Linked DNA regions of Sus scrofa: regions 2, 3 and 4 are each linked to region 1. A link is a contact called in public Hi-C and promoter capture Hi-C data. All regions are on one chromosome and are shown on one strand. The core of a region is the stretch at or near the end of the contact, and the rest is flanking DNA. Distances in the headings are between cores, read along the strand shown. Region 1 holds the start of SLC30A5 (solute carrier family 30 member 5). Region 2 has its middle 45 kb from the start of CARTPT. Region 3 holds the start of MCCC2 (methylcrotonoyl-CoA carboxylase beta chain, mitochondrial). Region 4 holds the start of LOC100517502 (small EDRK-rich factor 1).

Region 1 (4,889 bases), core at 1,471-3,970:
CAAACAATGAGGTTACGAAACGTTAGAAGAGGATCGGGTGTAGCAGAACGATTCATGAACTTGCTCTTCCTTTGCCAACTAAATGTGGGGTTGGGAAACCAAGGAGAAAAAAATGTTTCAAGAAGCAAGGAGAGGAGTTCCCTTCGTGGCGCAGTGGTTAACGAATCCGACTAGGAACCATGAGGTTGCGGGTTCGGTCCCTGCCCTTGCTCAGCGGGTTAACGATCCGGCGTTGTCGTGAGCTGTGGTGTAGGTTGCAGACGCGGCTCGGATCCCGCGTTGCTGTGGCTCTGGCGTGGGCCGGTGGCTACAGCTCCGATTCAACCCCTAGCCTGGGAACCTCCATATGCCGCGGGAGCGGCCCAAGAAATAGCAACAACAACAACAAATAAAAGACAAAAGACAAAAAAAAAAAAAAAAAAAAAAATTTGTTCTCAATTAAAAAAAAAAAAAAAAAAAAAAAAAAAAAAAAAAAAAAAGAAGCAAGGAGAGATCAACCATGTCGAAAGCTCTAGAGGGGTGAGGTAATCTGTAGCTCGAAAATATCCACGAGAGGTGCTTCAGAGGAATGGTGAATGTAGAAGCCAGGGTGGATGAAAAGTGAGTAGCAAGAAGGAAAACAGAGACATTTTTCCATCCACCACAAAAACAAAAACAACAAAAACAGGAAAGATATTAGCCCCCCCCAAAAAGAGTTGTAATTCTCACCAAATCAAAAATATCAACTGAATCCAAACTCCACTTGGGATAAAAATAAATCTCGGTGTATACACATCATTTTATCTAGTTCTCTGAACTCCAAAGGGATGGAATTAGCTCCAGAAAAGCACAGTAGTTGTTACCATTGCCAGTCAGATGAGAAAATTAGCAATTCTATTGGCACAATCTTATAAATCTACTATACTTTAACAAAAAATTAAAAAATAAGAAAATAGCAATTTGGCAAATAAATTGCCTCCCAAAAAAAATGCTATTAAAAAAGTCACTTTGAGGCTTTCCCATTGTGGCACATCAGAAACAAAACCATGAGGTGGTGGGTTTGATCCCTGGCCTCGCTCAGTGGGTTAAGGAGCTGGAATTGCCGTGAGCTGTGGTGTACGTCGAAGATGTGGCTCGGATCCCGAGTTGCTGTGGTGTAGGCCAGCGGCTATAGCTCCAGTTAGACCCCTAGCCTGGGAACCTCCATATGCCACAAGTGCAGCCCTAAAAAAAAGCACAAATGCATCTTTAGCTTTTAAATTTCATGCCTTCCTCTGCATTCTACACATACGACACATCTTCCCACAATGTTTTTCTCCCATATCCAAAACCTTATCCAAGTTCGAGGTCAGGTCCTATCAGTGAGTCTTTTCCGGCTAAATCCCTATCTGGTTATTTGGAAAACCTTAGCATTTGAGAATTTAATGTGTAATGTTGCTAAGGTCTTGCTCTCAAATTGCTAAATATTTTTCACAATAGATTACAAAGTCCCAGCAGGCAGAGACTAGGACTTCTCGTTCTCTTATATGTTATTAACACTTTCTGTATATTCAAATTAAGTGTAGCATAAGCTAATCATAATTTACACTGTTCAAAACCCCATTTTCATCTCCGAATCCCAGTCCTCAAATTTCCCTATGAATAATTAACATGTATTGATTAGTATATACCATTCACTGTTATTCACACTTCACTTCTCTTTTGTGTGTGTGTGTGTGTGTCTTTTTAGGACCGCACCCATGGCATATGAAGTTTCCCAAAGGGGTGAAATCGGAGCTGTAGCCACTAGCCTGCACTACAGCCACAGCAAAGCTGAATTCCAGCCGTGTCTGCAACCCACACCACAGCTCACTGAAATACTGGATCCTTAACCCACTGAGTGAGGCCAGGGAGCGAACCTGTGTCCTCACGAATGCTAGTCAGATTCCTTTTCGCTGAGCTACTGACAGGAACTCCACTTTTCACATTTGAACACACACAATCCTCCCAAGAACCCGAGGATACAGATATTACTACTCTTACTTTCCAGATCAGAAAACGAGTCAGAAAGGACAAGTGACACAATTAGTAAGTGGCAGATTTGTGAATCAAATCAAGACAGACACTGGAGACCATTTTCTTAACTTTTTAGTAACATAAAAATAACCCTAATAAGGGCTGGTCCTACCTGCCTAGGTTTACTGGCCTGCAGGATTAAGCAGCACAGTTTAGGAGCCAGAATTTAAAAGAAACTCTATTTCGTCACACGCTGTGTATTTCCTCCGCCCCTGCCCTCCGCGGCAGAAGAATCCGCTATATTCCTGACGACCCGTTGGTGGCGCTGCAGGACAGGTATGCGCTGAGGCCGCGTCAATGAGAGAGGCTGAGAGGGGGTGAAGATTCGATCTGTAGCCCCGCGGTGGGAGGAGCCTAAGGAAGAGGGAGGGCTGGCGAGTGGTGTGTCCTGCGCAGGCGCAGAACCTGGCACTCCCCCGAGAGTGAGGGCTGCTGGGTCGGTGACGTGGCCTGGCAGCGTCCACTCCGGTGAGCCTCCGGGGAGCCCCGCGCCGCCGGAACTGTCCGTGGCCTAGTCCCGACGCGTGTGTGCTTGCGAGCCGGGGACAGCGGCGGCGGCCCGGCCTGCGGGGACCCGACAGGGCCGCTGCCATGGGGAAGTGACGCGCTTGCGACCGCTGTTCCGCGGCAGCGGCGAGACATGAGGAGACCCCGCGGCAGGGGCAGCGGCGGCGGCTCCTGATCCCCGCGATGGAGGAGAAATACGGCGGGGAAGTGTTAGCCGGCCCAGGCGGCGGCGGCGGCCTCGGGCCGGTGGACGTGCCCAGCGCTCGGTAAGGGACTGATCTGGCACCCGCCTCCCGATCTGCGGTCTCCCCGCGCAGGCGAGCTCCCTCTCCCTCCCGTCCCGTTGACAGCCCGGGACTCCTCCTCGGTTCTGCACGCGCCCCGGAGCCCTCCGTCCTCCCTGCTTCGGCTCCCAGGCCGCCTCTAGCTTTCTTTGGCTCCGCCGTCCCTCTCTGCAGAATGAATGCTCTAAGATCCAAGGAGGTTCTGCTTGAGATCTGGGTTTCCAGGCAGACCGTTAACCTTAGAACTGCCAGCCAGTTGACGTGAGAGGTTTTTCTGACCTATGAGAAGCATTTCTGTTGGCTGTTTCTCCCCGAAATAATGGGTTGGTGATACTTAACCTTTCTGACGTCTGCCTGCGTAAGTTAGAGGAAGGGTCACCGTCATCTCTTGAGGCGAAGAAACCAAAGTACAAACAGATGAACTTTGATGTTCAGGTTAACCCCGCACACCAAGAATCCAGCCGGTCATCTAGTTTTCCTTTCTTCGTTTATTTTGTTTTGTTATTAAGAAATGTGTGCTCGTTGTCCAAAAATTCAAGCAGCACAGAAATTCATAGAGTAAAAAGGAAAAATCCCCCCTTTATCCCCTTCCCAGCAATGCTCCCGTTAATCCCCAAGAGGTAAGTATACTGACCACTTTCCAGTGTGTCCTTCTTGACCTGTCCTAATTTCTGAGGTAGAGTGAAAGATGCGTAAAACATGGCCCAACAATTTTCATTGCCTTTATAGTTAATGAGGTTAAGTTTTTCTTGTTCTTGAAAACTCCTTTGAGATTTAAAGATGGTTTTGGTAAATTCTTGGAACTGTAGAAATAGAATCACTAACGCAACTTTTTTTTATGAAAAGGGAAGAACACAGCAAATGCTGGAGCAAAATTTAAATTAGCTGCATTTTCTGTAGTACAAGTTCAATTCTAATCTATTTTGAGCAACTTGTTTTTGTAAATAACAGGATATCAGGTATTATTTCCTGAGATGCGACAGCTAAATGCAGTAGGCAATTCTGATGTGGATTTCTAGAGGGGAAAATGCTGTGAAAGACAGTACTAGGTCACTTGACAAAATTGGACTCTGGACAATAGATTAGATAAAAATATATCCATGTTAAATTTCCTGTAGTTGATAACTGCACTGATTTTATGAGTATGCTCATGATCTTAGGAAACACAAGTATTTAGGGATAAAGTAGCAGGATGTATGTAACTTACTCTTTGAAAAGTTCAGGGGAGGGAGTTCCTGTCATGGCTTAGTGGTTAACGAATCTGACTAGGATCCATGAGGATGCAGGTTTGATTCCTGGCCTCGCTCAGTGGGTTAAGGATCCGGCATTGCTGTGAGCTGTGGTATAGATCACAGGCACGGCTCGGATCCCATGTTGCCATGGCTGTGGTATAGGCCGGTGGCTATAGCTCTGATTAGACCCCTAGCCTGGGAACTTCCATGTGCCCAGTGAGGCCTTAAAAAGCAAAAAAAAGTTCAGGGGAAAAAAAACTGTATTAAAGAGAGATAATAAGGCAAAGAAGAGAACATGTTAACAATTAGAGAATCTAAGTAAAGGGTGTGCTACTCTTGCACCTTTTCTGTAAACTTGAATTTTTTTTCTTTTATTGCCACGCCTGTGGCATATGAAAGTTCCTGGGCCAGGGATTGAATCTGAGCCACAATTGCAGTATTTGATCCTTTAACCCACTCTGCCAGGCTGGGGATCGAACCTGCTCCTCCCAGCAACCCAAGCTGCTGCCGTTGGATTCTTAACCCACTGTGTCACAGCAAGAACTCCTATTTTTAAGTAAATAAATAAATAGTTCAAGATTATTTACTCAACAGCTTAGATAGGTGTGGCAAATATTCCTTTGCCACCTTATTTCCACTATTTCCACTATTTCCTCTGCTTGGCAGAGGTGCCCTCCTATTGTAGTTCATTGCAGAATCAAATTCAGCTCAGGACTGGTTGAATTTTTAATAGATTTCAGGTTGCAAGAGTTTTCCTATACGTAGACAAAAATCCAAAAACTCCTTATAATCTACACCAAAAACTAATTGTCAGACCCTTTAATTGTGGATT
Region 2 (4,889 bases), core at 1,496-3,995, 800 kb after region 1:
CATGCAGGGACGGCAATCTGTATCCTTCTCTGTTACTTTTTGCTTTCCTTCAGACTTCTGCAGAGCCTCTGGAACTAACCTGTTTCCAAATTGAGCTGCTTCTGTGTAGGTGGCAGGAAGGCAGGCTGGCAGGCAGGCAGGCAGGAAGAGCCTTGGAAGCTGTTTGTTAGGTCCCCTCTAATATTTGTGGGGCCCAGGGTAAGAAGTAGAAGCCCATGGACCCTATGTCCAAATTATTAAAAATTATAAGCTAAGACAAAAGAAAATAAATTCTGTCATTTTACCTCAACAAATATGCCTTTAAAATAATCTGGAAATCTAGGTTCAAACTGAGAATTTCTAATTCCTTGGGGTTCCATGCTGAAATAGTAGTGATTTGGAGAATGCCAGCCCCAAGTCCATTCGCCCTCAGCTTGGTTCCCCTCTCTCCCCTACACTCTCTGCTGCGTTTCAAGCAGCCTTGAGCACACGTGGGTGGCACCCCAGCTGGAGTGTCCAGAACCTCTGCACGCAGCTGCCCTTGGCCATTCGTTGGGCCTGGGAGCGCACATACCTATGGCACAGGTGACCCTTCGGAAGGTGAACCTCTGGGCACGGTCTATGCAGACTCTGCAAATAGGCTCGAGCTATTTGGGCAGAGAATTTCAAGGTCCTGACTATAATGTGCTCTAGAAAGGCTCTAGGTGGGCACATCCTCTTGGTCTGGCAGATTCTTCTCTTGGTGAGGAGCATATAGCCAAAAAATGGCCAGAGTGGGTTCTCTGAAACACAGGGCCCAAGCAGTAGGTGGTATTTCTGAGAAGTGTGACTTTGCATCCCAGCGAGGCTTATCAGGGACCTGGACTGCGGGCGGACGGAAAGAGGGCTGCCTCACCGCTGGTTCCTACTCAGGAGGACTATCTGGGAAATAAGCTGTGAACTGGGCACATTGATCAATTCTTTTTCTTTTCTTTTCTTTCTTTTTTTTTGCTTTTTAGCGCTGCACCTTCATCATATGGAAATTCCCAGGCGAGGGGTCCAATTGGAGCTACAGCTGCCGGCCTACACCACAGCCACAGCAATGCAAGATCCGACCTGCATCTTCAACCTATACCACAGCCCATGGCAACGCCAGATCCTTGACCCACTGAGCAAGGCCATGGATTGAAAATGCATCCTCATGGATTCTAGTTGGATTAATTTCTGCTGCGCCACAATGGGAACTCTGATTTATTTATTTATTTATTTATTTATTTATTTGTCTTTTTCTAGGGCTGCTCCCGAGGCATATGGAGGTTCCCAGGCTAGGGGTCTAATCAGAGCTGTAGCCTCCGGCCTACGCCAGAGCTCACAGCAATGCTGGATCCTCAACCCACTGAGCAAGGCCAGGGATCGAACCTGCAACCTCATGGTTCCCAGTCAGATTCGTTAACCACTGCGCCACGATGGGAACTCCTGATCTATTCTTTAGTTGTAGACTTAGGTAGATTATTTGACGCATACCTAAATAGACAGAGAGTGGGGTTAAGGGCAAATGCCTACCTCTTAGCTATCGGTGAATCTGGATAGATCCTGCCTTGTTTGAGAATGAGTGAGCATAGATGAAACAAAATGTGGGGATGGGTCCATTTGAAAATGTGGCAGAACAAAGGGCAGGGGACAGTATCCTGGAAGCTCATAGAAGTTTCCTATCTCTGAAGAACCTAAAGGAGCCAGATGGAAATTGTCAGATATTGTTTAGTATCTACAATAATAGAATTCAGTGAGATACTGAGTGTCGTGAAACATGAACATGATGCCAGGAAGAGAACACAGGCTGAAAAGAAAAGACAACAGGTTGGGCTATGGAAGCCATTCAAGTAAGATATAGATCACTTTCAAGTAATAGCATAATCAGTGCACGACAGTTTGCATGTCAATCAGCATCAGTCATGTGGAGAACAGATTTGGAAGGCTTTTCTAGGATGCAGAAAAAAAGGCACATGCAGAAGGAAACAAATTGAAAGCCATAGCAAATATCCAACATATGAATAGTTTGTGTTCCTAGGAAAGATAGCATAACCTATGAAATAGAAGCAATAATAAAGGATGAAACAAAACCCAAGCACACATGCTCAAGGGGCTCGGTGCATTCCAGACAAAAACAGAAGAGACCCACCTCTAGATATACGTGAAGAAAATGTTTTGAATTACGTAAGTTAAAAAATCCTGCAAATATCCACTTGGAAAGGCAGTTTATCTATAAACTGGAGGGACACATTGAGCTTTTTTCCTCTAAAAGCACTACAATACTATTTTGGAGAATGGCCTCTTTCTCACTTGAGTCAGTACAATGGGACTGTCAGACCCTTTATCCTTTCCTGCCAAGAAGTGGGACGCTGACCCGAGCCCCATAGAACAGTCTCTCTCTGGAACAGGAACTTCAACAGAGTTAACAGGAAGAACGAAAATAGTCACTTCTATTCCAGTGACTAGTTGCAATGTCACGATGTCCACTGTCAGCTTGCAGCTGAAATTCCAGGAGGGGCTCTGTTTCAAGCCTGTTGGTCCTTCTTTTAGATTTTGAGGATATTCCCCTACATCCTTTCCATAAATTCCACTTTTGCTCCAGTTGGCAAGAGACTCTAAGGCAGATTTTGGGGGGAAGTAGCCAGAAAGAGGAAGAAAACCATCATATTCCCCTTCCTATGTCAGGTCTCAACAGCCCACAGCCCACAGCATAGATGGCAAAACTATGTATTCTGGACTCCCTAGGTCCACCAGAGGGTGGCGCTATGACATACGGAATAGCTGCTGCCTCCCAGTAAGTGGTATGAGGCATTCTGAAACAACAGGGTGGGATGGCTCCTTCTGATAGCATTGGGTAACATAAAGCAAGAGAGGCATAAAATCAGATCTCTACATTATTGCCTCGGGCTAGTTTGCTGTGGCCTTACTATTTGGGGCCTTTAAGACTCAAAGTTAGTGACGTAATGGCCACATTGCCATAGGCAGAGTTCATGTGGAGTTCCTTCCCTGTCTGATCATTTTGGATAAGCTAAGGATGTATCAGAGCAGACAGTTTTGCTCTCAGCCATTTTAATGACAGAGAGTGCATTTAGAGTTTACTCTATTTATATTCTATACCCGTGCACACATGCAAGGCACCAGCAGGGAAACCAAACTCAAGCTGTCTTTAGAATTACCACAAGCGAGAAGACTTCTAAAACTGCCGTATCTATGGGTTTTGGAGGAACAAAATGCTGTGGCCCAAGCATTTAAACTAAGTCACATTGGCTTTTGTGCATGACCACAAAAGAAAACCATCCTCAGGAGCTCCTACAGTGGCTCTGTGGCAACGTATCTGACTAGCATCCAAGAGGATGTGGGTTCGATCCCTGACCTCGCTCAGTGGGTTAAGGATCTGGCGTTGCCATGAGCTGTGGTGTAGGTTGCAGACGTGGCTCGGGTTGCTGTGGCTCTGATGTAGGCCAGCTGCTACGGCTCTGATTCGACCTCTAGCCTGGGAACCTCCATATGCTTCGGGCGTAGCCCTAAAAAGACGGAAAAAAAAAAAAAAAGAAAAGAAAGAAAGCCATCCTCAGATAAGTCACGGTCCGGGGATTGTAACATCTGTATTCCCTTCCTGAAAAAATGGCTCCAGCCAACTAGGAGAAGACGCAAAGTAGATAGCCAAATAAGGACACCCATGGTCCGAAAGAAATCATAGGTCTAACCTGAGCCAAATCCCAAACCTAACCCCATCTCTGAACCTGGGAACCTCATCGGATTCTTTGTTGTTGATTTGAGGAATTTGGCAGTCCAAGCGGGAAGCTTGGGTTCAGCCTGCTTCCCTAATCTGCTTCCTTCCTTGGCTGCTTGTTTTCCTGGGGCAGGAAATGTGTCTGTCCTGACACATCTTTTGCCCCCTCGTACACAGAGGATCTAATACCTTGTTTGGTGAGCACTTGTGATTTGTATTTTATTTATGTGTTTGCCCACAAAGCTTAATCTATCCACAAGGTTGTGACTCAGAGCTGAGAAATATATACATTTTCCCATTTCCACCAAGCAGGATGTTTAATGCAACATAAAGACCTTTAATTTAAAAATTATGTTTTATTAAGGTATAGTTACTTTACAGTGTTGTGCCAGTTTCTGTTGTACAGCAGAATGACTCAGTTACACATTCTTTTTTATATATTTTTTCTATGGTGCTCTATCCCATGGTCTAAAGGAATAAAGACCTTTTTTTATTGTTGTCCAAAGTAATGACTTTCTGTATCTTTAAATCTTTGAACAAGTTTATCCTACAGAAATAAAATAATTGGTTTGTATGTACATAAATGTATACATTAAGTGCGAAAAAAGAAGTAACTTGAATGCCATCAATAGAGCATGGTTAAATATGCTGTGGCATGTCCATATTTCTGGAATATTATATAACCATTAAAAAGGAGGAGTTTGATTTATATGTATTAACCTATAGGACAAGCTACAAGAAAACAAGTTAGAAATGTGCATGGCATGACCCAGTTTTTGTAAAATCAGAGAAAAACCTTTGTTGGTGTGAAGATTTTCTTTTCGTATCCATTGCTACGAGCATAGAGAAGAGTGCAGACATTTAGCTTTTAACATTTGTACTCTTCAGGGAAAGGTGATGGTGGGAGTGAGGGTTGCAGGGAAGAGGACTATTGTTGGGTTTTTCTCTGATAACTTTTAGGATTTGGAGGGCCTTGTAATAAAAGGTAATAAAAATATTATTGCTTTTAATTTGAAAGAAAAAAATCCGTTGAAGTAAATATTAGCGATAACTCATCCAGAGTGGCTTCAGTGTTTTCTTTTTAATTGGGAAGGATGAATACTGGATCTAGGAACAGATAGATTTTTTGTTTGTATGATCTATGACTGTTCCACTGCTAACTCTTCTT
Region 3 (4,889 bases), core at 1,116-3,615, 630 kb after region 1:
TATTTTTGCCTACTGCCTTCATATATTTCCTAGTTTTGTTTTATGGCCACGCACGAAGCGTATGGAAGTTCTTGGGCCAGGACTGATTCAGAGGCGTAGGTGTGGAAATTCTGGATGCTTTAACTCACTGTACCAGGCTGGGGATCAAACCTGTTCCTCTGAAATGACCCAAGCCACCATAGTCAGATTTTTAACCCACTATGCCATAGTGGGAACTCCCATATATCTTCTAGTTGAATTGAAGGTAGGATATGAATTATTTTTTTGTTAGTTCTATGCTTTGGCATCCTTTTTTGGGGGGGGGGGCACACATGTGGCTAATGGAGGTTTCCAGGCTAGGGGTCAAATCAGACCTACAACTGATGGCCTACGCCACAGCCACAGCAACATCAGATCCGAGCCATGTCTGGGACTTAAACCTCAGCTCATGGCAACACCAGATGTATACTAAGGATAAAAAGCAAAAAACAAAAACAAATGAAAAAAACACTGAACAAACCTAGAAGGAAACTAACCTTAACATCATAAGAGCCACATGGGGAAAACCCACAGCAAATATCATACTTAATGGTGAAAAATTGAAATCTTTTCCTCTAAGATCAGTAACAAGCTAAGGATGTCCACTTTAACCATTTTAATTTGATATAGTACTAGAAATTCTAGCTGGAGCAATTAGGTAAGAATGAGAAATAAAAGGCATTTATATTGGAAAGGATAAAGTAAAATTATAACAGTTCACAGATGATTTATTACATGCAGGAAGCCCTAAAGATTATGTACACACACACACAATTAGAACTAATGAATTCTGCAAAAGAGCAGTACACAGTTAAAAATTGAGGGTTTTTTTGTCTATTTTTTTTTGTCTTTTTAGGGCCGCACCTGCAGCATATGGAGTTTCACAGGCTAGGGGCCCAATTGGAGCTGTAGCCATCCCTCTACGCCAGAGCCACAGCAACAGTGGATCTGAGCCACGTCTGTGACCTACATCACAACGCTGGATCCTTAACCCACTGAGCTAGAACAGGGATGGAACCAGTGTCCTCATGGATGCTAGTCCGGTTCATAAACTGCCGAGCCACAATAGGAACTCCTGCATTTAAATATGCTAATAATGAACAACCTGAAAAGGAAACTACAAAAGCAATTACAAAACAATAGGCAAAATAATCTTGAAAAAGAAGAACAAAGCTGGAAGACTCACACTTAATAATTTAAAAACTTATTACAAAGCCACAGCTATAAAAATTATGTGGTACTGGTATACAGACAGACATACAGACCAATGGAATCAAATAGAAAGTCCAGAAAAAAACCATTGCATGCGAAATAATTTTTGATAAAAAATTTTTTTTTTGACAAGGGAGCCAAAGACTATTCAATGGGGAAAGGACTGTCTCTTCATGTTGTTGGGAAAACTTGGTACCCATATACTAAGGAATTTAGCCAGGCCTTTATCTAACATCATGTATAAAACTAATTGAAAATGTCTCAGACTTAAGTGGACTAAATAAGATTTTTTCTCATTGTCCAGTGGATAAGAAGCCCAGATTTGTTATAGGCAAAGTTTTAGAAATGTTATAATCCTATATAAAACATATATAAAATATGTACATCCAAGTTGTAATTTATCACTCTTAGAGTTTTTAATTTACTTGTTCATGATCTCTGTGCTTTATAAAGGAGGGCACTGTGCCTGTTCTCCACTGTATCCCCAGCTCCCGAAGAGCACCTGACAGAAGACACCTAAGAAATACTTGTTGGAGTTCCCGTCATGGCTCAGTGGTTAACGAATCCAACTAGGAACCATGAGGTTGCGGGTTCGATCCCTGACCTTGATCAGTGGGTTAAGGATCCGGCGTTGCTGCGAGCTGTGGTGTAGGTTGCAGACGCGGCTCGGATCCCCCGTTGCTGTGGCTCTGGCGTAGGCTGGCAGCTACAGCTCTGATTAGACCCCTAGCCTGGGAACCTCCATATACTGAGGGAGCGGCCCAAGAAATGGCAAAAAGACAAAAAAAAAAAAAAAAAAAAGAAAAAGAAATACTTGTTGAATGGATGAATAAAGAGTTTAATTTCTTAGGGCAGCTTGTTCAGTGTCCAGCTCTCATATAAGATAAGCTTTTTCAAGTCCCGCAATGTCCTTTCTGTCTGCAGGAGAAGAAGAAAATGGTGCATAGCAAAAGAGCTGAGACCGACTGAAAGGAAACCTAGCCCAGCTCTCAACTCTCAGCTCAGCGTCTTAGGAGGCGCGTCTCCACAGGCTCGCGATACGACAGGCCTCGTGGGCTGCACCCCTGTCCCTTATTGGCTGAGTTGGGGGGCGTGGGGCTCAGGCCGACCAATCACGGACGGCGTGCGTCAGCACGTGCGGAGGTCGACTTGAGAATCTGGGAGGTTTCAGGCGAGTTAGGGCTGCCTGGAGCGGAGTGGAGCTGTGGCCTCGAGACGGGGAGTTGAAGGGGGAAGCTTGGGCTCCGAATCGGCGCAGGCGGCTCTCACGCGTTCCTTCCTGCCTTTGTGCCCGCTGCCATGTGGGCTACCCTGAGGTTGGCCCTGAGGCCGTGCGCCCGCGTCCCTGTCTCCACGCTGCGCGCCTATCATGGGGCTTCCGTGGTCGCACTGGGCACTCAACCAGACTCTAGCTCTGCCATCTACCAGGTAAGGCTGGGTGAGCGGCCTGGAGGACCTAGCCTGAGTCAGTGATTCGTCTTCCACTTGTCCTCCAGGGCCGGACCGACGGGCCGAGGCACTGGCTGGACTGGGAAGCGGGTGGAGGATGGGCTCACTTTAACAGCGGCTGCTTTGTTCTCTGGATCCCATCAGGATTCTGGGACGCGCTAGGGATTCCTGAAGTTTGCAAGAGAAAATCAGATACATTTTAGTTCCCTTTTAGCAGTGGTACTGTATTTTGTATCTTTACCATCAGTTGTTCTCAAAACCTGGTTTAGCAATTGTCACCTGGAAATTTGTTCGTAGTACAGCTGCCTTAATCCTCACCCTGGATCTTTTTGGTCTCCGGGGTGGAGTCCTAGTGTTTGCATAGTTAATGAAGTTGGGGGGGGGGGGCTTGGTGGCTGTCAGGTTTGGGAACCACTGGCCTAGCACAGCTCCCCCTGGCTTGTGCTTCCCAGACTTTAAATAGTTGGTTATGTTAATAGAATAGAATGGTCTATGTTAAGACCATTTATGTGTCTCAAATGGTCTTTCTTGGACTTGGGAGGCATCACAAGGTTATAGAGACAACTCCTGGTTTGTGAAATATCAGAGCTGGAAATTTTCAGTCTCTCTCATGGTTTCTAAGCCTACACAGATAACATTAAATTGTGCAGGAGTTCCTGTCGTGGCTCAGTGGTTAACAGATCCGACTAGGAACGAGAGGTTGCAGGTTTGATCCCTGGCTTCGCTCAGTGGGTTAAGGATCCCGGCGTTGCTCCGATTAGACCCCTAGCCTGGGAACCTTCATATGCCATGGGTGTGGCTCTAGAAAAGACAGACAAACAAAAAAACAAAAATTAGGAGTTCCCGTCGTGGCGCAGTGGTTAACAAATCCGACTAGGAACGATGAGGTTGCGGGTTCGGTCCTGCCTTGCTCAGTGGGTTAAACGATCCGGCATTGCCATGAGCTGTGGTGTAGGTCACAGACGCGGCTCGGATCCCGCGTTGCTGTGGCTCTGGTGTAGGCCAACAGCTACAGCTCCGATTCGACCCCTAGCCTGGGAACCTCCATATGCCGTGGGAGCGGCCCAAAGAAATAGAAAAAAGACAAAAAAAAACCCCCAAAAAAACCCCACAACATTAAATTGTGCAAATAACTTTCAGTTAAGACATTTAAAATAATTCCTGCCTTTAGGAAAACAGTAAGGTTGAAAGAAAAGCAGCAGGCTGAGGCAGAAACAGTATCCAATGAGGGCTTCCAAAAGTCTTGTAATTTCCTGGGATCAGGAGAGAACATTTAATTCAGAAACATTGGGTGGTTACTGTGGTCTAGGCACTATTTTAGGTGTATAGTATAGATGTATAGGAATGGGATCCTAATTTTGTGGGGGAGATAGACAAAAAAGCAGTGCATCATGGTAAGTGGTGTCTAAAGCTTAATAAGGTGGTGTATGGAAAGCTGCAGATAGGAAGTCATATGTGAGTTGGCTCTCAAGCTGGGTAATAAGTGACCAGGCTCAGGATGGGGAAGTTCTCTGGTGGCCTAGCGATTAAGGATCCGGCGTTGTCACTGCTGTGGCGGGATTTTGATCCCTGCCCTTTGGGACTTCTGTATGTGGTGGGCGTGGCCAAAAGTAAAATAAAAATAAGGATGGAGGATGGGAGGCAACTACAAACTATACAAATTAAAGGAGTCGGAGTCATGAGAACAGAGGTACCACCCTATGCAGGTGGTTAGGGGGAATGTGGTCTTGGCAGTCTGGCCAAGTATGGAATTCATGGTGTAGATGGGATTGCGGATGTCCCCAGGTGAAGGAGGGAAGACACGTGCAGAAGCCACACTGGGGCTTCATTTTGCAGTTTGTCTGCTTAGGTATTTAAGTAGAGGAGTGGCATGATCCTGCTGACCTGATGGAATAATTAGTGTGGTGGCAGTGTGGACGATGGGTTTCCCACCATTTTGAATATAGCTTCTTGGCTGGGCGTTTTTTTGGTTGGGGTAGGCCTCTGTTTTCCAGAGCTCCTATAAAAGTTATATATTAGCCAGTTTGGAGTTGTTTTGTGATGTCTCTATGCGGAGAATGGAGAATGAAGGCCTAGAGCTTCCTGTCTGCCGTCTGTGTAGTTTTTGTTTTTTTAATTTTAAAATTTTTTTGCTTTATAGGGTTGCACCCGAGACATATGGAAGTTCTCAGGTTTGGGGTCGAATGAGAGTGGGTCAAGTCAGAGCTGTT
Region 4 (4,889 bases), core at 1,403-3,902, 510 kb after region 1:
AATCACATGGGGAGCTTTTAATGTCAGGTTTAACTTAAGTACAATAAAATTTACCTAGAGCAGTTTTTAATCTATTTTTTTTTGTCTTTTTGTTTTTTCTAGGGCCACACCCATGGCATATGGAGGTTCCCAGGTTAGGGGTCTATTCAGGCTGCTGGCCTACACCACAGCCACAGCAATGCCGGATCCTTAACCCACTGAGCAAGGGCAGGGACCGAACCCGAAACCTCATGGTTCCTAGTCGGATTCATTAACCACTGTGCCACGACGGGAACTCCCAAATTTATTTATCTTTATTTTTTGGTCTTTTTGTCTTTTTAGGGCCACACCCATGGCATATGAAGATCCCAGGCTAGCGGTCTAATTGGAGCTGCTGTTGCCGGCCTACGCCACAGCCACAGCAACACCAGATCCAAGCCGCATCTGCAACCTACACCACAGCTCACGGCAACAGCAGATCCCCAACCCACTTAAGCCTACAGCACCCGGTATGCCCAGACGGTCTCCCATTCAAGTGCTAACCAGGCTTGACCCTGCTTATCTTCCGAGATCAGACGTGATGGCACACGTTCAAGGTGGCACGGCTATAGACTAGAGCAGTTTTTAATGCCCAACCCCAGACCAGTTTAAATCAGGACCAGGTGTAGGGCACAGGCCTGAGCAGAAGTGAAGGTTTCTCAGGTGATTCTAATGTGCAGCCAGGCTTGAGGACCACAGAGAAGACATACTGAAGCCTGTGTAGTCAATTATTCGCCTAACCTCCAAGTTCCACATGGACAACAAAATTTTAGAATAAAATTAAATTTGACTTTTTTTAGAAACATGAATCCTTTTCCTTGAGCTTAAGTGGCAGTCTCAAAGTATTTCTGTAGCAGTTTTATATTATTTGTCACTTAGAGTCATATATGTCAAAGCACCTGCATTGACACCTGTGCACCTGCATTCTCTCCAATTCAATGGATCTTCAGACATCAGTACAGCTATATATGCTGTGTCTCTTTCAGAACAGTTATCCATATAATTGGTGACCTGTCATTCAGACTAGTGGGTAGGATGTCTGCTTTGAAAATGTTTGTCCTAGGAGTTCCTGTTGTGGCTCAGCAGTTAACGAAACTGCCTCATATCTGTGAGGACATGGATTAGATCCCTGACCTTGCTCAGTGGTTAAGGATCCCTCCTTGCCCTGAGCTGTGGTGTAGGTTGGCAGCTGCAGCTCTGATTCAACCCCTAGCCTGGGAACCTCCATATGCCGTGGGTGAGGCACAAAAAAAAAAAAAAAAGGAAAAAGAAAAAGAAAAAGATAATGTTTATCCTTAGCACCCAACAATGGAAGCTAAATGAAATTCACATGGTTATGGTAAAGTTGCATAAGACTTTCTGCAAAACAAATTGCAGTTTGAGAGCTTTAAATTCTTCATCCATGAGTTGGAATAATGACTGCCCCATAATACAGTGTTAGCATGCCTGGTGCACAACATATACTGAGCTGTTGCCCTCTTCTGCAGATTAGGCCTAATTCTACTAAGGATTTAAAAAATAAAAAATGCTTTCCATTCTCCAATATGAAAACTTCCGTGACTTGAGAATTCCTTTAGTATCACTTACCTCTGTTTTCTCTGAGAAGTAGTCAAGCTATCCTCTTTTCTTTTTCCCTTAGTAATTTCCTGCGATTTCTTCATGTTTTTCTGGCGGGCAAGTTCTCGTTGATTTCCACCTAGGAAGACAGTCATGCTATTTTCCCATCTACAAAATTAATAATTCCATTCTAAGGCCTTTATTTAAATGCATCTGAAGTTTGCTTTTTAAGTGGTAAGCCAGCAAAGAATGGCCTTGAATGGTGTTCCTGGATCTGACGACAAGGAGGAAGCTAAGAGGTAAACACTTAAGGTCTTAAGAATATTATTATACTAGTTAAGGTGTTCACTACCTATAAATACCAGATCTCTTCAAACAGGCATTCCAGTTGTCTGTCTATATGGGCCAGTATTTCAAAATAAGTTCTGGCTTTTGAGAAGTGTGGGTGGAGAGTGAAAGATACATCACAGACCACATCTCACACAAGTTGGCCCACGATAATTCAATTGTTAAGCAAGCGAAGACAGATGCTACTAAAACATTACCTGCAAGGGCCAAACAAAAGAACGAGGGAAGAGACTCAGAATTCCTGGTCCTCATTAGGCCTCTCGACTTTTTAAGTATTAAGCACCAGCTATAAGTCACCTCCAAAATAAGACCCCTCCCAGGGCTGCCATCTCCAGGGAGGTGCTCCTTGCTGTGTAAACTTGTATCGGAGGGGCAGATACCTGTCCGACCTTTCAGGCTGGACCGGAGCCAACCTTCCCTCTCTCCCATCTCACTGCAAACCGGGTCCCCACTGCGCCGGACAGAACGGGTTTCACCAGCCGGCCCCCGCCTCCCGCCCGCTGGGCCTCTGCGCTAGACTTCCTAGCCCGACGCTCCCTGCGGCTTCCTCTACCGGTCTGCACACTCACGGGCCATGCTGACCACTGAGCTTGGAAGAGAGCTACTTAGAAAAACAACGACTTCGCACGCTCAGCAGCCGTGCCCACTGGTAGATCTGAGAGACAGAGCCCGCGGCGGCGGGATACTCCTGAGAGAGGTCGACCGCCCCGCCCACCAAGCCCAGACAGCAGCCGGCTTGGCCGGAGAGGGACTGCGCCTGCGCGGCCGCTGGCGGCGGGGCGGGGGTGCGGTGCGTGGGTGCGGGGCGGTGCGGTCCCTGGCGCGGGCCGCGGATCCGCCGCAGCGGAGAGTAGTGTGCTGCCAGGGTCGTTCCGCCGTGCAAGTTTGGTAGAGTTCAGAAAGCGGGCCTGTGTCTGAGAGAGGGATAGGCGTGTGTGGACTTTCCTCTCTGCGTACAGCGAACTGGGGCTTGACCAGCCCCCATTTTTGGGGTAGCGACATTAAAAGTTAGAATATCTAGGAGTTCCCGCTGTGGCGTAGCGGGTTAAGGAGCCCGTGTTGTGTCTGCAGCGGAAGGGGTTGGATCCTCTATTCCGCAGCAGTGGGTTAAGAATCTGGAAACAAATGTGGCATAGGTCTCGACTGCGGCTCAAATTTGCCGCTGGTCCAAGAACTTCCATATGTCCTGGGCGATCTTTCATCACGTTTCAGAGGGGAGAAAGAGAGGAAGGGGACAGAATAGATAGATTGAATGTTAGCTCTGCGAAAGGTGGTATTGGCCCCTTACTTCTTTATTCACCCATCAAGCTTGCAAGGTGGTCTTAATTGTTCTCGTTTTTTTGGAAGAAGCAACTGAGACTGAGACCAGAAGCGACAGATCTACTAGGCAGGGAGCAGTGCAGTGAGGCAGAAGTGAGATTCAAGTTGAAAACAGACTCTCTCAAGTCTGTTCATTTCCTATTTTATCCCAATGCTTTGTCAGGGTGGACAGTACTTTGGGAGTTCCGTGGCTCTGTGCTTGGGTTGTGTGATGGGGAAAGAATGGAAGGGAATGTAGTATTACCAGGAATTCAGAATAGCCTAGAATTACCTTAAACCTACTGAAAAGCGGTGGAGCATCTGTCATGGCTAGATGCAGACATGTAAAGATGCTTGGTATTTATTATCTTCATCTATTCTGTTAATTGTTACAAACTGAAAAATGGGTAGAGTTAGTCTGGACACCCTAAAATTATCCTATTTTGTAAGGCTTTTAATTTGTTGGTTATTATTTTTTTCATTTTTTATTTTTTGTCTTATGAAAGTTCCCAGGCTAGGGGTTGAATCAGAGCTGTAGCTGCCTGCCTAGGCCAGAGCCACAGCAACACAGGATCTGAGCTGCGTCTGCAACCTACACCACATCTCACGGCAATGCCGATCCTTAACCCACTGAGCGAGGCCAGGGATCAAACCCTCGTCCTCATGGATACCAGTCGGATTCTTTTCTGCTGTGCCATAACAGGAACTCCTTCCTTGTGTACTTTTTTTTTTTTTTTTTTTATGGCGGTTCCCAGGCTAGGGGTCCAATCAGAGATACAGGTTCTGGCCTACGCCCTGGCCACAGTGACTTGGAATCCGAGTGGCATCTGTGACCTCTGACCCTGAACCCGGCATCCTCATGGATGCTAGTTGGGTTGCTAACCTCTGAGCCATGATGGGAACTCCTGTACTTTTTAATGTGGCTGTAATACCTGCTCAAAAATTACTATAGTTAGGAGTTCCCATTGTGGTGCAGCGGAAACGAATTTGCCTAGGAACCATGAGGTTGCGGGTTCAATCCCTGGCCTCACTCAGTGGGTTAAGGATTCAGTGTTGCCATGAGCTGTGGTGTAGGCTGCAGACACAGCTTGGATCCCTCCTTGCTGTGACTGTAGTGTAGGCCAGCAGCTGTAGGTCCAATTCGACCCCTAGCCAGGAACCTCCATATGCTGTAAATGAGGCCCTAAAAAGAAAAAAAAATTATTATAGTTGAGACTTTATAAGTTAATGCGAGCATTTTTAATCTGCTTCAGGAAGGAGCAGTAGGGCAATAAACAAGGCATTCTGAAGAGAAGAGGAAGATTCAACAAATGAACAAGACAATATAAGAATTTTTAAATACAATGACACAAATTTAGAGGGTAATATGACAGAAATTAATGAGAGGTTGGCTTACATTATGTAGGGTAGTACAGGAACTCCTCTAAAATTAGAAGGAAAATGTCTGGAGATGAAACTGGCTCTATGGATTATGGGCCAGTGTTTGAACCTGCAATACAAGTCCCCTGACTCATGGAAAACAGAAGCCTGACTTCCTTTTTGGAAGGAGAAGAAAATTCTACAAGAACACCTGTTACATTAATAACAAAATGCCTGGGGAATAAAACCTTGAACTGATTGAAAAGATTGCTAGGTCATCTAGAAAGAGAGACAATTTTAGATGTTTT

What was found. Promoter capture Hi-C pulls out the DNA fragments that hold promoters and counts their contacts. Hi-C and Micro-C count contacts between places; a contact is called where the count stands out from the background.
Region 2: a contact with region 1 is called in a Hi-C map of fetal liver, with 2.8 times the contacts expected there. The contact joins the enhancer-like site here to the promoter of SLC30A5 in region 1. A contact is called at or near these places in 2 of 5 promoter capture datasets (fetal liver and liver), 9 of 47 Hi-C or Micro-C datasets (blood, brain, embryonic fibroblasts and 5 more) and 1 of 2 datasets of contacts at active chromatin or transcription factors (alveolar macrophages).
Region 3: a contact with region 1 is called in a promoter capture Hi-C map of fetal liver, with 4 times the contacts expected there. The contact joins the promoter of MCCC2 here to the promoter of SLC30A5 in region 1. A contact is called at or near these places in 2 of 5 promoter capture datasets (fetal liver and liver), 7 of 47 Hi-C or Micro-C datasets (embryonic fibroblasts, heart right ventricle, liver and 3 more) and 2 of 2 datasets of contacts at active chromatin or transcription factors (alveolar macrophages and skeletal muscle).
Region 4: a contact with region 1 is called in a promoter capture Hi-C map of fetal liver, with 2.6 times the contacts expected there. The contact joins the promoter of LOC100517502 here to the promoter of SLC30A5 in region 1. A contact is called at or near these places in 3 of 5 promoter capture datasets (fetal liver, fetal skeletal muscle and liver), 7 of 47 Hi-C or Micro-C datasets (blood, embryonic fibroblasts, heart right ventricle and 4 more) and 2 of 2 datasets of contacts at active chromatin or transcription factors (alveolar macrophages and skeletal muscle).

Annotation. Positions count from the first base shown.
Region 1 is chr16:47,282,254-47,287,142 of Sscrofa11.1, forward strand. It overlaps SLC30A5 (solute carrier family 30 member 5), which reads left to right and starts at 2,721. Exons shown (of 16, transcript NM_001137624.1): 1 at 2,721-2,807. The coding sequence starts at 2,725. LOC110257255 reads right to left here and starts at 3,210. Exons shown (of 3, transcript XM_021076818.1): 1 at 3,205-3,210; 2 at 2,147-3,104. The coding sequence starts at 3,210. The coding sequence ends at 2,187.
Region 2 is chr16:48,086,361-48,091,249 of Sscrofa11.1, forward strand. No RefSeq gene overlaps it. Among named protein-coding and RNA genes, the nearest start is that of CARTPT, 45 kb to the left of the region's middle. Within about 2 kb of position 2,746, at least 3 of the 83 cell types and tissues checked have an H3K27ac peak or open chromatin away from gene starts, as enhancers often do. A contact at or near this core is called in fetal liver and liver, where this site is marked.
Region 3 is chr16:47,914,943-47,919,831 of Sscrofa11.1, forward strand. It overlaps MCCC2 (methylcrotonoyl-CoA carboxylase beta chain, mitochondrial), which reads left to right and starts at 2,366. Exons shown (of 17, transcript XM_005672531.3): 1 at 2,366-2,658. The coding sequence starts at 2,530.
Region 4 is chr16:47,794,927-47,799,815 of Sscrofa11.1, forward strand. It overlaps LOC100517502 (small EDRK-rich factor 1), which reads right to left and starts at 2,653. Exons shown (of 3, transcript XM_003134027.5): 1 at 2,493-2,653; 2 at 1,606-1,714. The coding sequence starts at 2,499.